Regions from separate parts of the Hordeum vulgare genome. Here region 1 is linked to region 2. The links are chromatin contacts, called in public Hi-C maps. All regions are on one chromosome and are shown on one strand. The core of a region is the stretch at or near the end of the contact, and the rest is flanking DNA. Distances in the headings are between cores, read along the strand shown.

What was found. Hi-C and Micro-C count contacts between places; a contact is called where the count stands out from the background.
Region 1: a contact with region 2 is called in a Hi-C map of seedling, with 2.4 times the contacts expected there. The contact joins the promoter of LOC123448914 here to the promoter of LOC123448911 in region 2. A contact is called at or near these places in 2 of 6 Hi-C or Micro-C datasets (leaf and seedling).

The regions. Positions count from the first base shown.
Region 1 is chr4H:451,333,770-451,337,418 of MorexV3_pseudomolecules_assembly, forward strand. LOC123448914 reads right to left here and starts at 2,356. Exons shown (of 11, transcript XM_045125953.1): 1 at 2,112-2,356; 2 at 1-1,244. The coding sequence starts at 2,201.
Region 2 is chr4H:450,879,345-450,882,753 of MorexV3_pseudomolecules_assembly, forward strand. LOC123448911 (asparagine synthetase [glutamine-hydrolyzing] 1) reads right to left here and starts at 2,007. Exons shown (of 12, transcript XM_045125950.1): 1 at 1,825-2,007; 2 at 1,263-1,401; 3 at 1,042-1,140; 4 at 775-916; 5 at 501-691; 6 at 201-362; 7 at 26-106. The coding sequence starts at 1,904.

The sequences.
Region 1 (3,649 bases), core at 1,106-3,605, 450 kb after region 2:
TTCAGATTCATCCTTATGATGTCACTAATGTGTCCCTGGGAAAAACTGGTGACCTCTTGGTAACTAGCAAGCATCGATGCTATCGGCGGGGAAAGTTTTGCATCTAGCTGTATTGGCATCCAAGAAGCTGGGGCATCCGTACTAAACTTACTGTCGTGTTTGTTCTCCCTTAGGATAAGATCTGTGCCAAATTTGTTGCAATCTTCATTATTTTGAGTAACGCTTTGTAGAAGCAAATTATTTGTATGACAACCCTGGGGATCATATTTTGTCTCCTGCTCTGCCAGGTAAGCCTCACATGCTGCTATAAAAGATGTGAACCGCTTCCCATCAGGTGAGACACAATATTTGTTCTTAGCTCTATCATCTACAAAGGTCCACCCTACTGATTTAAGATAGCACTTTGCAGACTCCCGTTTGGCACGAGCACTTATCCTGTCATTGTTGCGATAGTATGAGATGAATTCTAACATGGTCCGGCAGATAGCAGCTGATGTGGAATCCAGCTTATCCGAGACAATGGGCTCAACATTCTTATTTTGAAAGGCAGCAGATGTTGAAGTTTCTGCTGATCTACAAGAATCTCTTGTTTGATTTCCATCTTGGGGAGGTCTGTCACATACAGACTGTAATTCTGCAATAAGGGCTGCAAGTGATCCCTCCCAAAAAGATTCTGTTCCACACATCCACATATTGTCTCCTGACGTCAAGGAAAGAATTGATCTCAGGTCATACCATATCTGCCTGACTGATACAGGTAAACCAGCTTTCTCTTCATGTGACATAAGCATTTGGAGAAACGACCAGATTCCGCGCGGTTTCCATGTTCCAGTAACTTCATCCCAGTCCTGAGTACGGCGTAGCTGATCGACTGCCATAATGCGTTCATCACCTTCATCAGGAAAAAAGACCTTCCTCTGCATGGAGCCTTCAGCGTGATCAGCAATGACACCCTCCCAGTAGGATCCTTCCACTAGTGCATCAACCCACAGTCCATAGCTTGCATCAGATATCTGCAGCGGTTGATGTGGATGCACGGGTCTTATTTTTCCACGAGTGGATCCCTGAGCCGCACTTGACTTGCCATCGATAGCATCTGACACCTCAACTCTCTCAATAAGAGGTGACCCGCCATCATTGTCATCAACAAAATCGACATATCTTACAGAGCGGAAGTTGTCCAAAGTTTCAATTACAACAGCCTGGTGCCATGATCCGCATAGCCCTCGATCAAAACTGAAGACCTGCGGAACAGAAATATATCAGTGAATCTACTCACATTCACAAGTATGAGAGTTTTCATAGTGAGATTGCAAAAGAAAAAAGGATAGTAACATTTCCAACACGCATCGGTAGTGGTGATAAATGATAACAATGAATCCGTAGGAAGGACATTTTACAGATGATGCCATTGGTTGACCATGGTTCATGGACAAAGTACACTCATTAGGTGCGTGCGAAATAACGCCTCACTTCCTATTTTTCTTTTGCGTTCCTACTAAACCAATACAATTCTACACATTTCAAGCACTGGCACTCGACAAAGAAGGATACTTGGTGTGCGCGAGACAGCAAAACAATCAAGAAAAATGCTACTGCAAAATGACACTTGGATGAGAGGCCAATAATAACATTCAGTCAGTCGAGCACTAACCACGAACCCATGATTCAGAACAATTTTCCAGGCGGGTATACCAACAAAGCAAGGATCTTTTAGCATGTCACTACATCGGCAGACTGATTAGGCGACTGGCACACATGCAGGCGCAACCATGCACTGACTAACGCGATTACTTAACAAGAAGTTCATCGCAGATTGACCCAAACATGCTATTTGTGCCGACAGTCTTAAATCATTTAGACAGATGCCAGCTCAATAGCTCCCATCTGCACACGATTATCGCGCAAAACAGCAATCACCGGCGCGTTCTACCGAAACTAACCACATTAGCACAGGTCATCTGACGAAGGCGGGACTCTGTTCAGAGCCAACCACACTAGACTAGACTACAGGGGAGACACGGGAGGTCAAACCCAGGCGAGCCAGGCGCGCAGGAGCAATGCGTGGCCCGCCCGGCGATGACGGCGGTGCGGATTTCGACTTGGCTGACCTCGACGTGGTCGCCCGGAAGAAGCTTCCGCTCCCCCGCGGCGGCGACAGGGGACGGCTGGCGCCTCCGCTTCGGGATCCCCCGCGGCATTGCGGGCGCCGCGAGCGGCGACGGACGGCCTCGGATTCGAGAGCCGGGCGGCGGCGGCGGTGGTTGGGGGAGGGGGAGGAGGCGGAATCCAGGTGGGGGGAGGTGGATACAGAGGAGGAGGAGGAGGGGACGGGTTTAATGGAGGGGTTATTTTTACAGCACTCGGCCGGTGCTGCTAGTATTGGGTAATTAACGCCGGCGTTAATAGCCCGGTAATTCACTTATATTACGGCAAGAAAATCCGCCCTTGATTTGCTATTTGAGTCTTGGCAGTTAATGAGGTTTGTGAAGATGTAACACTTGCCAAAAAAAAAAAAGGCGGTGATTTGGTCACAGGATTTTAGGCAAGTCGTAGCGTTTGCATGTACAGTATACCGATATCTTTGTCTTCCAGTTTCCTTCCGTTTTGGCAAGTAGATGACAGACTTTACTGTGTTTTGATCCTGGGAGTGAAAGCTGGGATATTTGGGAATGCGTTGCGTGTGATGTTTACTGCAGGGTTTAAGGTCGCCCCGCCCGTCCTTGGGTTTCCACTGGCCTTTGTCCCGCCGCTGCAGCGAGGGCGTGTGAATGGCCGTCATCGAGCTCAGCTCACACACAAGAACTCAACTTGTTTAGTCTTTAAAATACTTGCTTCGTTTCAGAATAAGTATCACAAAAATTGTATTAGGTTAGTATAAATTTTATACTGGATCGACGATATTTATTTTGGTACGAGGAATTATTTCTTGAGACAAATTTGGAGCGTTACTAGTAGGTTGGCGTGAGGCACAGCCAGTATAGCATCTGCGCACGGCTCGGAGCGAACAGTACCTGATCTTAGCTGCAGCCTCGTCTTTACTTGGAGAATCGTCCAAAGATAACGCAGGTGTGCAACACGTGAGTGCGCCAACCGCTGCTGTGAAGCTAAATGCCGAAGGGCCGTCCTTTCTTTTGGAGAAAGAAGGGGAAGGACCGCCACCTTGACCATCCCTCCCTCTCTGTATGGGCTCGAACGGGTATCATATCAGCTCACTCCTCCCTGTCTTGGACGAATTGCCAAGATGGTGATGAACTTCATCGGGGAACATGGTGAAAGAGAATAAAAAGAAGGGCCTTTTTTATTTTTCATACAAGAGGCAACGCACCCCGCGCGAGTCATGACTCGAGGGCGGGCTGGTTGGCTGCACACTTACGCGCTGTTTTTTTATCACATTTAAATGTGCATATACTTCAACAATTGATAATATGTGTGTTATAATTTGGTTGATTAGTTATTATTTCTTATTGTCACTGTGTTGCTTCTAGTTTAAACATGACATATTTTGATAAACTGTATTAGATGGCGCCAACTAATCTTAGATGTCAGCGGACATTTGCAACCTGCACAAAAAAACCAGTGAAGCCTAGGTAAGTTTAACATGCCTTCTCATATTTTGAAGAAATGGAAAAACCATGTTTGCTAATTT
Region 2 (3,409 bases), core at 757-3,256:
TGAGGTTTTATTTGCTTTTCTTTACCTGGACAGTGAAATGGAACTCGTGATGGATGGTTCCCAGATAGTCAGCAACCTCTCTCGCGGCCTTCAGGTCAGGTGACCCCTACAATGTTCAGCAACATGTTAGAATCATCAGAATTCCATGGTTCTTGAATAAGAAGAAAGAGTAGGACAAAAACATGTGAAGAAAAACAAACCTCCAGGCCAACGACAAAGGAGTGGAGCTCAGTTCCAAACTTCTTGGCGGCTTCAGTCTCGATGAGATGGCGCTTGGTCACAGAGGCGACGAGGGAGGAGTCGAGGCCACCGGAGAGGAGAACGCCGAAGGGCACGTCAGTCATGAGCCTCTTGATGACGGCCTACAAAACAAAACAGCACACATGGACATGGTCGATTCCACTGTCAGTCACCATCACCATCACACTACCTACCTACCGTACACAAAAGATAAAACTCAAGCAATTATCGCGTGGTACTCCGGTCAGCGTGGTATGCACCTTCTCGAATGCCTCCCTGAGGACGAGGGGCTGGTACGGCGTCGCCGGGACGTGCTCGGCGAACCACTGTGGGTTGTACCACCGCCGGAACCCTCCGGCGGCGCTCGAGTACAGGTTCCCCGGAGGGAAGAGCTCGAACGTTGGGCAGTCCTCGTGGAGCGCCTTCATCTCAGACGCAATCCAGACGGAGCCTGTGAAAGCACACAAGACAAATAAGTCCCAGTCCAGACGTGAAGAATCCGTGGTGACGGACTGACGGTTGAAACTGGCGTACCGTCGCTGCCTCGGCCGAAGTAGAGGGGGTTGACGCCGACGGCGTCGCGTGCTGCCATGTACGTCTTGTTGCGGGTGTCGTACAGTACGAAGGAGAAGACTCCGTCCAGCATGTTGACGAAGTTCTCGCCGTACTCCTCATACTTGAGACAGCAGCAGGAGCAGAGATGAGGGTCGGCGTCAGTATTCAGTTTTGTTTTCTTGCTTTTTTTTCTTTACAATTTCGAACCTAAATTCGGCCGCTGGAAACCGGAACAATCTCGCTTACCAGAGGGATTATGACCTCGCAGTCGCTGCCGGTGGTGAAGGTGTGCTTGGCGGCGAACTGCTTCCGGATCTTCTTGTGGTTGTAGATTTCTCCATTGGCCTTTTTCATCAACGAACAGTTAGAAAACGATAGGCGATGGAGAAGAGAGAAGAGTCTACTCGCACGACGTGGCAAACAGACGACGCGTACAGGTACAAGGAAGAGCACACATATATGCATACCACGACGACGACGGTACGGTCCTCGTTGTAGAGGGGCTGGTCACCGGAGAGCGGGGAGACGACAGCGAGCCGCTGCTGCGCCAGGAAGTTGCCCTCGCACTGGAACAGCCCGGACCAGTCCGGTCCCCTGTGCTTCAGCCTGCATCGTCATCATACCGAGCCCAACACGTACGTCAAAATCCACCACAAGCCGTGCCGCGAACAGAGCAATCATCAGATAACAAGTAAGCGGAGGGGGCTTAGGCTTAAGGAAGAGGAAGATTCCTGTGCTGGCTTTCAGATCTGCCCTTACTGTTCGATTCTTTCAGGGCACATATATGCAAAAACGACAAGAAACGCAAACGAGGACAAAACAGGAATTGGACGATCCTGCTTAGGTTCTTTCTGGCAAGTTGAAGAACAATTGTAAAAGGTATCTACACATATTATCAACGACATTTTTGTTTTCATGAGGATCGACGCAAGAACCTCAAGATCATGTCAACGGCACCCACGGGCGGGCATTAGAGCCGGAGGCTAGGGATTTGAAGAGGGGGCAGGAGATGCATGGGCAGGTGCTTGCCTGCGGGAGCACGAGAGGACGCGAGCCCTCTTAGCCTGCGACGAGTCGGCGCAGCCGAGGACGGCCAGAATCCCACACATGGTGGACGCGGCGACGGACGACGCGGGGTTCGGGGGGCGGATGAGGTTGAAGAAGAGGAAGGAGGAGTGAATGATGCTCGTGTTGAGAGAGAGAGAGAGAGAGAGATGCGGGAATTAGCGGATGCGCGCGCCGTATTTATAGCCGATCCGCGCGGCTCCGGGGCCTCGCGTCTGCTCTCCTCTCCTCCCTGCGGGGACACGTGGCGGCTGTCGGTTGGGAGGGTTCCGTGCGCGGCGGGAGTTTATCCCCTCCCGGATGCAGCGTCGCCGAGTCAGCGTGGGCCCCGCCGCCCGCGTCAGCGCCGGTGGGTGCCGTCGGATCTACGATCCACGGCGGCTGCGAGGGCCCCGGAGGCCGGATTCACCAACGGCCGGCTGTGCTTCGCTTTGCTTTGCTTTGCCGCGGTGTGCCTGGTTTAGGCTTTTTTCCCCCTCGTGTGGTGTGATGGGTGATGCCAACGACGCCATTATTGGGAGCATCTCGGATGTGATTAACATATTCAGGGGTGTTCATTTCTATTTCTGAACGCGGACGTTTTCTGATGCTGCCAAGATTCGATGAATCCGCCCCTGGTTGTTTTTTCACTCCTAGCAATCTTTAAACGATTCTTATGGTGTTTGGTTGTATTGATCATGGATGGCAAATTTCCTTACCAAGCATGACAAATCTGTCCAGTTCATTTTTGCCAGGATTTTGCCGTGCTTGCTGAACAAATTTGTCATCCTTTGAACAATAGAAATTGCCATGATAATCTTCGTTTTGCCATGTCTTCCTAGAGAATGTCAGCACAATAGTGTTTCCCCTAAATCTACTCCTAGCTACCTTATTATTTATGTTTATTTTCTTGTTTAGGATAACACACATTTTTATTATCTTAGAACTGTAAGCTTTTATGTAGCTTTATTTATGTTGTACATAAACCCCTTATCATCTCACGCTTAATAGATGGTGATTGGCATGAAACATACACAATCCCCTTTTACCTCTTCTTTGTCTAGCTAGATTATATGGAATGGCCAATGAGCAACTTAATTCGGTTCGTGACCAGGTTTACTCATGTCGTTAGGCCCACCGGAGTGAAAGTGTGAAGGAACCAGAACCAGAAACAGACTGTTCTCTAGGTGTAAAAAACAAGAGTTTTGATTCTCTCTCGATTTATAAAACTGACAAAAGAAACTGTGTTATACTCGCGCAATGACGCGGCAACTATTGGTATCCTCTCCTCTTTTGAGTTTTCCCTCCCGTGAGGTATCAACGCTAGGTGATACATTGCCTGGAACTGAAGACAAATCTAGCCCATAAAAGAGGGATTGTACTACATTACAAATTTGTCACTTACTTTTTTCGATTTAGGGAGACTATGCCTCATCTGAAATCAAATATATTAGGATATCTTCAACCCTCACCTTCAAATCGCACACCATATGGACACTCGTGTGGCAGCCGGCCATCCAAAGCAAATTTCAACATAAACTTAAATTAATTATTTTTATCAAACATGACG